Linked DNA regions of Gossypium raimondii: region 1 is linked to region 2. A link is a contact called in public Hi-C data. All regions are on one chromosome and are shown on one strand. Each heading gives the region's core, a stretch centred on a gene start, on an enhancer-like site or on the middle of the called end of the contact. The rest is flanking DNA. Distances are from core to core; before and after follow the strand shown. Region 1 holds the start of LOC105772779 (tetraspanin-2). Region 2 holds the start of LOC105774320 (probable acyl-[acyl-carrier-protein]--UDP-N-acetylglucosamine O-acyltransferase, mitochondrial).

Region 1 (4,161 bases), core at 304-2,803, 180 kb after region 2:
TATATAACTTTGCATAGTACTCTCCAATAGTTTCTGATTGCTAAATTCTCAGGCTCTCAAATTTGGATGTTAGCAATTGTATTTTCTATTTTTTAATAGTAAAGGTACCTTCACGAGCAATCTCCAATATATCTCAGGCAACCTTTGCAACTATGCATTTAGCAATTCTCTTAAACCCTTGCATATCCACTTCACAAAATATTGCATGTAAGGTCTTGGAGTTTATGTTTGCAAGCCTTTCTTCAACAGTAGTCCACTATATTTCTGGCTTGATAATTCTACCATCTTAGTATCCATTTTGGGTTATCCTCATCCAGTCAATGCAACTCTCCATGCCTTCTCATCAATAGATTTAATGTATGCTTTCATATGTGTTTTCTAGTAAGCATAATTGTCAACTTCTAGCATAGGGAGTTTTGAAGTAGAATAACATTCCATAGCTTGGATCTAGCAACACCACGGGTCTCCACTGCCTACTTTAAGTGGGAGGCTCTGATACCAATTTAAATAATTAAAACTTTGTTGAGAATCAAACTGCTCAAGTGAAGTGGTGCCTAAGGTATTGAACACTCTTTCAACCACTAAACGAAAACAATAAAGAAACAAAATACAAGAAAGATGTTTACACAGTTCAGTTTTCCTACGTTTGTAGAGCCTAGCTCAATGAGAAATATTCACTCTCTTTATTAATGGCACAAAGTAAACCTACTCAATTATACCCCATGATAATTTTCTTCACCCTTATACTTTGAAGACTCGATACTTTCACCACTAAATTCACCTAGCAATTAAAATCACAACACTAAATTCACCTAGCAATTAAAATCACAACACAAAGGTTTTACTATCAATATGCCCTTATAAAATAAGGTTTCTTACTTAGAATAAATTAAATGCTCAACTCTTTATATACATAAATGCATATAAGTCTCTCAATTCTATAGAGTTCGAGACTTGCTTACATAAGAAGATCTATCACAATCACTATAAAACAACCACTATATAAGCTAAATACAAGATAATATTAATACAAAAGATAAATAAGGATTCTAGACAGCTATGTCTTTAGTGAATCAATCCAATACAACTTTCTCGATTTAAGAGATTAGATGAGGGAAATCTTGTTCAACCTAATCACCAATATATGATTCTCCAATTGATATGATCTCCCATAATAAGCTAGATATCATCTATATAATCAATAGTCAAAATAATCAGTTCAATAAATTGCCAACACCTTAAATATGAGAATAGGCCCCATACATAGTTGGTGGGCACTGACACCAAATTGTCAATTTCATATTTTTCAACAGTTCTTAATTTGGAATTCAAGGAAGAGACTTCCGTAAGATGATTAAAGTTTAATCAATGGGAGCCAGATTAGATGAAATCGTGATTCATGAGAATCGACGACTTAAAAAAAAGAGGAAATCACCCTTTTCTCTTTACCAAAAAAAATCGAATGACCTTTTTGTAACTCGGCCTCAATTTTCCCTTACCATTTTGACTTCTTAAAACGTTTCCCTTTTTAAAACCAAATCAAATATCACATGGTAACCTTACAGATTTGTTGGGAATGTAAGTAATCAAGATTAAGATGTTTACTGGTTTCTAACATATGAGCCATTAAAAGAGCTTTCCAACTTCAAACACAGTCTCAAAATTCTCTCCTAAACTCTTCTCTTCCTTGAACCTATCATGGGAGTAGCCAATAACATAACAGCAGTTCTCAACTTCGTAGCCTTCCTCTGCTCCATCCCCATCATGGCAGCTGGCATCTGGCTCGCCCAACAGCCTGACAACGGCTACATCCACCTTTTGTGATGGCCAGTCGTTCTCCTTGGTTTCCTCATCCTCCTTGTCTCTCTTGCTGGCTTTGTCGGTGCCTACCGCAACAAGGAAACACCGTTGGCCTTCTATCTTTGCTGCATGGCCATCCTCATTGGTCTCCTCCTCATCTTGCTGGTATTTGCCTTCATCGTTACCAGACCTGATGGGAGCTACGGTGTGCCTGGAAGGGGTTACCAGGAGTATAGGCTTGATGGCTACTCTAGCTGGCTTACAAACCATGTAGTTGACTCCAAGAGCTGGAATAAGATCAGGGATAGTTTGGCTGACACCGATGTCTGTCCTAAGTTGACTCAACAGTTCATCACCGCTGATCAGTTTTTTGCTACTCATCTCTCTCCTCTTCAGGTAAATCGTTTCAATTATGGCCATATTTCTTATTCTTTGATGAAAATACGAGTACCCTTTTAAATTTTCCATTTGTTATTGTATAGTAAAGCCATCAAACAGATTAAGTTCATTGCTATTTACCTGAAATATCAGAGGAATTACTTCTAACCAAACTGGTCTTTAGATCTTAACTTTCCTCACTGTAACTTTAAAGCTTTTTTTTTTTTTAATCTTCAACGACCTCCTATGACATTGTTTTACTTTTCCGCATTTTTTAACTGGTTTTCCCAGTGAAGATAGATCCTTTTGTTGATGGTTATTGGATGATTGAATTTACGTTGATCACACACTCCCAAGTTGGTGGAACAGGACATGATTTGATGTCCTAAAGCAGGGCCCACTCACCTCACTAAGACCATAAAGTAGGACCCACTATTATGGGCTTAATCTTTAATTTAGGGAAAACAATGACACCAGAGTTCATCGGCCCCCCTCATGAATGGATCGGTTTAATCCACAAGATCATTAGTTCAAGCACATGTCGTGTGCTGTGGGGCAACCAAGCAACGCCGAATGAAGTTTATAAACAATTACCAGCTTTGGCAACACATGGTGACTATGTGGGCATTGTTTAGAGAGGAGGTGTTACTTTATCCTTTATCCTTTTTGTTGTTGTTTTGTTTTTGGTTTAAATCTTTCATTTTTGTTATGTTTGATAGTCAGGGTGTTGTAAGCCTCCAACAATATGTGGCTACACTTTTGTGAACCCAACGTTGTGGACAAACCCGGTGAACCCAGCAGGGGACCCTGACTGCAACCTATGGAGCAATGACCAGACCCAACTCTGCTATAACTGCAACTCATGCAAAGCTGGTCTGCTGGGGAACCTGAGGAGAGAATGGAGGAAAGCCAACATAATTCTCATTGTGGCAGTGGTGGAACTAATATGGGTCTATATCATTGCTTGCAGTGCCTTCAAGAATGCCCAAACGGAGGACCTCTTCAACCGCTACAAACAGGGTTGGACTTAAAAAATAAAATAAAATAACCTTTGGTTCAATGTGTCTGTTGTATGTATTCCAATGTTATGGTTCTTATATCTAGAAAATGCGTGGACAGTGAGGAAGGGTACTTATTACACTGTAATTAATGAAAACGAGAATACAATTTCAAATTATCAACTTCTTCACGACTATAAGGTTCTTGGATTTGTGCAAAAAAGAAAACTCATTGATAGGAAGAAAATCCTCATAATCTTCAGACTGATAGTGATAGCTTCTTAAGCAGTAGAAAGCTTCCTAGAGTAAACAATGTACATAGGATCTGAGCGTCCTGGATTAGGAGATATATCAACAGCCTGTAGACAAAAATGAATTTCTTTTAGGCTCAGATTAGTGTCTACCATAAACTTGGGTGCTTTTAAATTGGATATATACATAAAGCACGTATTCACATCAATGCAGACTGGCAACACCTAGTTTCCATTTGGAAACTTTGGGGCTTATCTTAAAATATTTGCAACAGCGTATATAGAGTTAAGAGATTGCCGGCTAATGGTTGTCCAAGAAAAACTTGAGGGGTGAAGAGCCTATTATGAGACAAAATATTAAATATTGTTTACCTGAGGAGGTTCAAATCCGCCAGCATAATGGAAATATGACCCAACAATCAAAGCATGATCGGTGTCACCAGTGGATGTCCATATAGAGATTGCTTTTGTCCAAAAGCAGCGATTTGAAAAACTGCTTCGGAAATGAGTCACGTTTAAGTTCAAAGAAGTGTATAAAATAAAAATGGTTGAACAAAGAAATGGAAGATGTAATAGGAATGAGAAACATAAGCCGAGGAAAAAAAAATCATGCAGGCTATAGAGTCAACAAGGAATAGAAAGAAAAGTGGGACAAAGTTTGATCTTAAGCTTCGATGCAACGATTAGTTAGAAGTAGATGAAAAGTTCACCTCATTATAGCCAATCCACCAGGC
Region 2 (4,326 bases), core at 1,657-4,156:
CGGCTAATGGACACAATAATTGAAAAGTGCATGCTTAATTTAGATCCTGATCCGACTAAATTAAAGGCTCATAATAACTTTGACAAGCTTTATTATCTTGCATAGTTTTTAGATTTATGTGATTAAATTGTTTCAAACCTGATCCGTCCTTGTTACTTCACATGAATTTTAGGAAACCCTTAATTTAATATGGTCAGTAAAATGCATATTTTATTAAGTAAAAGATTCTGAAAGGACTTAATTTGGTTTCCAAACTCATGAAAGATCGAGTTGTCATGGAATATTTTTCGAACACTGTTAAGCATGAGAAAAATAAACTAAGTTGAATAGTGTAATTATCGTAGCATATTCACGTTATTGATTGTTGAATTTTGTGTTTTTGCTGCTAAACTCATTTCATACATCTCATCTCATACTTTGCATTTAGATTAAATTGTATTGGAGATCATCTTGCATTTAGATAATTCAATTTAACTTAATCATCATCACTCAAATTATTTTTATCACCAAATTGTTAACTTTAATTTTATAATTACTTGATTAACATACATAGTCCCTGTGGAGATAATAACTCTTTTACTTACTTTATTACTTGATAACGACTGTGTACACTTGCACAAACCTAAGCGTTACATGTCCACGACTTTAACCCATCCTTAAATGAGATGTCTCATTCTCACCTAAATCGAAAATCTAGAGGATGAGTTCGCTAAACTCCCGCACATACTCCTTTACTGTGAGTTGTTGCATAAGCCGACGCAACTTAGCTCGAGTCTCATCCTTAGCATACTCTAGGTAAAATTGTGCCTTGAATTCTCTATGGAACTCGTGTCGAGTCCCAATAGCAGTACCACCTCGTCTTTCATCTATGGACCTGCGACACCACCATAACCAAGCAACATCAATAAAATACATGGCATAAATATTTACCTTAGTAGCATCATTCATGATTCCTTTAGCACGAAAGTATTGCCCCATCCCCCACAAGAAGTTCTTTACATCTTTTCTGGACCTCATCCCACTGAACTCTTTCAGCAATGGGATATCTATCTTAGGCATAGATGTCGCAACCAACACGCTATTACTAGAAGCAATTTTGTAGATATTGAGCTCCCTTTTGAGCTCCTCAAGCTGTTCCTTCAAGGTTGACACCATAGCCTCGAGAGCATCATTCTTCTTAGTTACCTCACCCACAATGATATTTAGGATCCCTTGCATCCATATTGTCACTGAAGGCCTTTGCTACTTGGTCTTTGAGCTGATCATGCCTCGTTTCCAGCTCTGTGTTACACTCATCAACTTCCTCGAGGGTCTCCTTCACATCACCGTTAGAGCCTTCAAGTTTGGCCACTCTACCATTTAAGGTCGACAACATATCCCTCGATCGACTTATTTTCCTAACCCTTCCACGGGTCTCCATTGACTCATTCTGATCAACAACTTCTTTTGACTTCTTGAACAATGCCTTCGCAACCTTAGCTCTAATACTAACTGTCACAGGGCTAGACCTTTCGTTTCACAATCCGCACGCCCTTAAGTGATTTCTTCACTTCAAATGCACCTAAGTCAACTAACTCTCGCAAAGTGAGGATTCTCGCAGAATTCCTCTAAGGCACTGAAAATATAGCGGAAGCAATCTCAAAGACAAAATAAACTTAAAAGAGCAGAATAGTTACAAAAAAAAAATGCACACCAAGTGGTTGAGTAAACGCTCTTAATATTATTTAACTCAGAAAGAATAAAATGATTACAAATGAAGGGGGAGACCTCTATTTATAGTTGAACTCCTCCAAATTTAACAGTACAGATCGATTTACATTAACGGCTAAGATTACTTCCCATCTACAATTAAGAGTCGTAAGGGATTTAAACTCTATACAATCTTATCATTTAAGATTTACACTATTTACCCTGATAACTCTAGTTTTACTGGAGTGTTTCACTAGGCTATCAAGGCTTCAAGTAGATGGGTTTCTCCACGGGTTCCACGAATCAAGTCAATTCATGTGGGTCAAATGAACCCCGTTTAATAAATTGAACTCTATGGGGCGTTTTATGCGTATTGGTCACGAGCTTTGACCCACAGTTCGTGACATGTCACAGGTGAACTGACCATCCTGTCATTACTACTTTCTCCTTATCTCCTCCCTTATTGAAACTCTCTATCAACAAAGCACAAATTCCACCTTAAAATTTGAAAAGAGAATTTAAATAATAAAAAATACTTCTTTCCAATGAAACTTTAAAAATTCTAATATTTATTTTTCCAAATGAAAATTCACCTTAAAATTATGAAAATCATTTTACAAATAAATTTCTTTCATAAAATATATGGACTCAACACATCTTACAACACCTTTAATATTTCATGAAGTATATTATTTGACACAGAATCTCAAATGCAAACTAATATTTCTAAAACCAGAGCAATAGTTGAATCGGTCAGACCATTGGTTTGTTGGCTTGATCAGTCCAATTAGTTCGATAAAAAAATTATAAAAAATTTAAAACAATAAAAAATATTAAAAAATAATAAAACTCAGTTCAATTGTCAGTTCAAACGATCCGTACTGATTCTAAATCCAAACGGTTCAATGTCATTCTTCGTACCGACACCCTAACTAATTCCTAATGTTCGGCCGATTTCAAAGATCATTGATGCAAATTCACCATTTTATATCATAAATAAATAAATACAGAACATAAGAAAATCATATTTTTGGTAGAATTTAATGAATTGAATCTTATCAATTACTGGGCCTCGTGTGGGCCGTAGTCCGAGAATTACTGGGCCTCAATAACCGAGTTCTTTGAGGTCAAATGTGGATCTCCTTCCATACAACAAGCGTCCAGTCGGATAAACGAACAGTCTAGATTTAATGCGAGTAAAATAGTACGCTACAAACGAGTAAAATCTGGGATGAAGAAGACAAGACAGGTCAAACCTCTTTCACAAAGCAGGCAACAACATAGCGGCCGAAGCCAAAACATTCTTTCAACTCTGTTAAAAGTTCAAAAAATAAAACAGGTCGGAAAAATATCAGCTATTGCCAAAGACTGAGAGCGAAAATCTATGAATTCCCTGCTCAAGTTTCGAAGGCCTTTAAGTTCTTCTCTCACTTCACTATCTTTGCAGCGCCTCTCTACAACTCTCCACTGTAAACCCTTCCTCTATCTTTAATATATCATAATATGAAGATTGAACAACTTGCTGAGTGGGCTTCTTCTCTGTATGTGATTGTGAAACAGATGCTTTCGAAGAGAAAAAGGAGGGGACGAGCTTTATACACCCCACTGCAATTGTTCATCCCAATGCTGTGATTGGCCAGGTGCTTTGTTTTCTACTCTCTCTTCTTTGTTTAATAGCTGCCGCTTTCTTTTCTCTTAAGAGGCACTGGTGTTCATGTATCAGAAATCTGTGATTTGTTTTGACTGTTAAAGCTAAGATCTTTGTTGGCTTTTCCCTGTCAATCAATTTGCTCCTTTACCAATGGTTCTTGTTGAATTGTCTTTTGATACCAAGATTAAATCAACCCAGAAGAATAAATAAGGGTAAAACTTTCAAAGCTTTTTTTTTTTTTTTACTTCAAAGCAGCTTAATTTATTGGTGTAATAAAGAGATATACTTCTCTAATTGCCTTTTCATTTAGCTATAGTCTATAGATTCACTAAAATTTCGAAATTAATGGCACAGGGTGTTTCAGTAGGTCCTTTATGTACAATTGGTCCTTCGGCAAAACTAGGAAATGGGTGTCAAATGCATCCTTCCAGCCATATTTTTGGGAATACAGAATTGGGGAGCCACTGCGTTTTGATGACGTGAGTTTTATTTGGCTGCTTTTTCATCTTCTTTGTGAGGTTCTGTTAGAAATATATATATTTTATGTTGTAATTTATTTAAGTACTAAACTTTATCAGGCAGTGGTGCGGTGGTTGGTGATGATCTTCCTGGGCATACTGTAATAGGATGCAATAACATCATCGGGCATCATGCCGTGGTTGGTATTAAATGCCAAGACATGAAGTACAAGGTAACTTATCTTATTATGCTTTTGGTGCATAATCAATTGCATGCTGCTAATGACTAGATGTATCTCGCATGTACATATCGACAACATTGATGCACTATGCTTCAAATGTTAAACTTTAGCAAAAAAAAAATGATCTTGTCCTTGTATTTCTGTGGTATTAGTTAGGGGATGAATGTTTTCTTGATGTTGGGGACAACAATGAGATCAGAGAATTTACTTCAATCCACCGATCTTCAAAGTCACGTGATGGAACGGTAAATTAGAATATAAAATAACCACATATTTGTTTACTTAT

The links. A called contact is a pair of places that touch in the nucleus more often than the background predicts.
Region 1: a Hi-C map of leaf shows a contact between it and region 2, with 2.7 times the contacts expected there. The contact joins the promoter of LOC105772779 here to the promoter of LOC105774320 in region 2. A contact is called at or near these places in 2 of 2 Hi-C or Micro-C datasets (both in leaf).

Annotation. Positions count from the first base shown.
Region 1 is chr6:11,960,502-11,964,662 of ASM2569854v1, forward strand. LOC105772779 (tetraspanin-2) reads left to right here and starts at 1,554. Exons shown (of 2, transcript XM_052632314.1): 1 at 1,554-2,196; 2 at 2,898-3,384. The coding sequence starts at 1,699. The coding sequence ends at 3,209. It overlaps LOC105772776, which reads right to left. Exons shown (of 7, transcript XM_012594224.2): 5 at 4,138-4,161; 6 at 3,800-3,920; 7 at 3,229-3,535. The coding sequence ends at 3,458.
Region 2 is chr6:11,777,091-11,781,416 of ASM2569854v1, forward strand. It overlaps LOC105774320 (probable acyl-[acyl-carrier-protein]--UDP-N-acetylglucosamine O-acyltransferase, mitochondrial), which reads left to right and starts at 2,907. Exons shown (of 10, transcript XM_012596773.2): 1 at 2,907-3,158; 2 at 3,250-3,329; 3 at 3,695-3,819; 4 at 3,923-4,031; 5 at 4,193-4,285. The coding sequence starts at 3,074.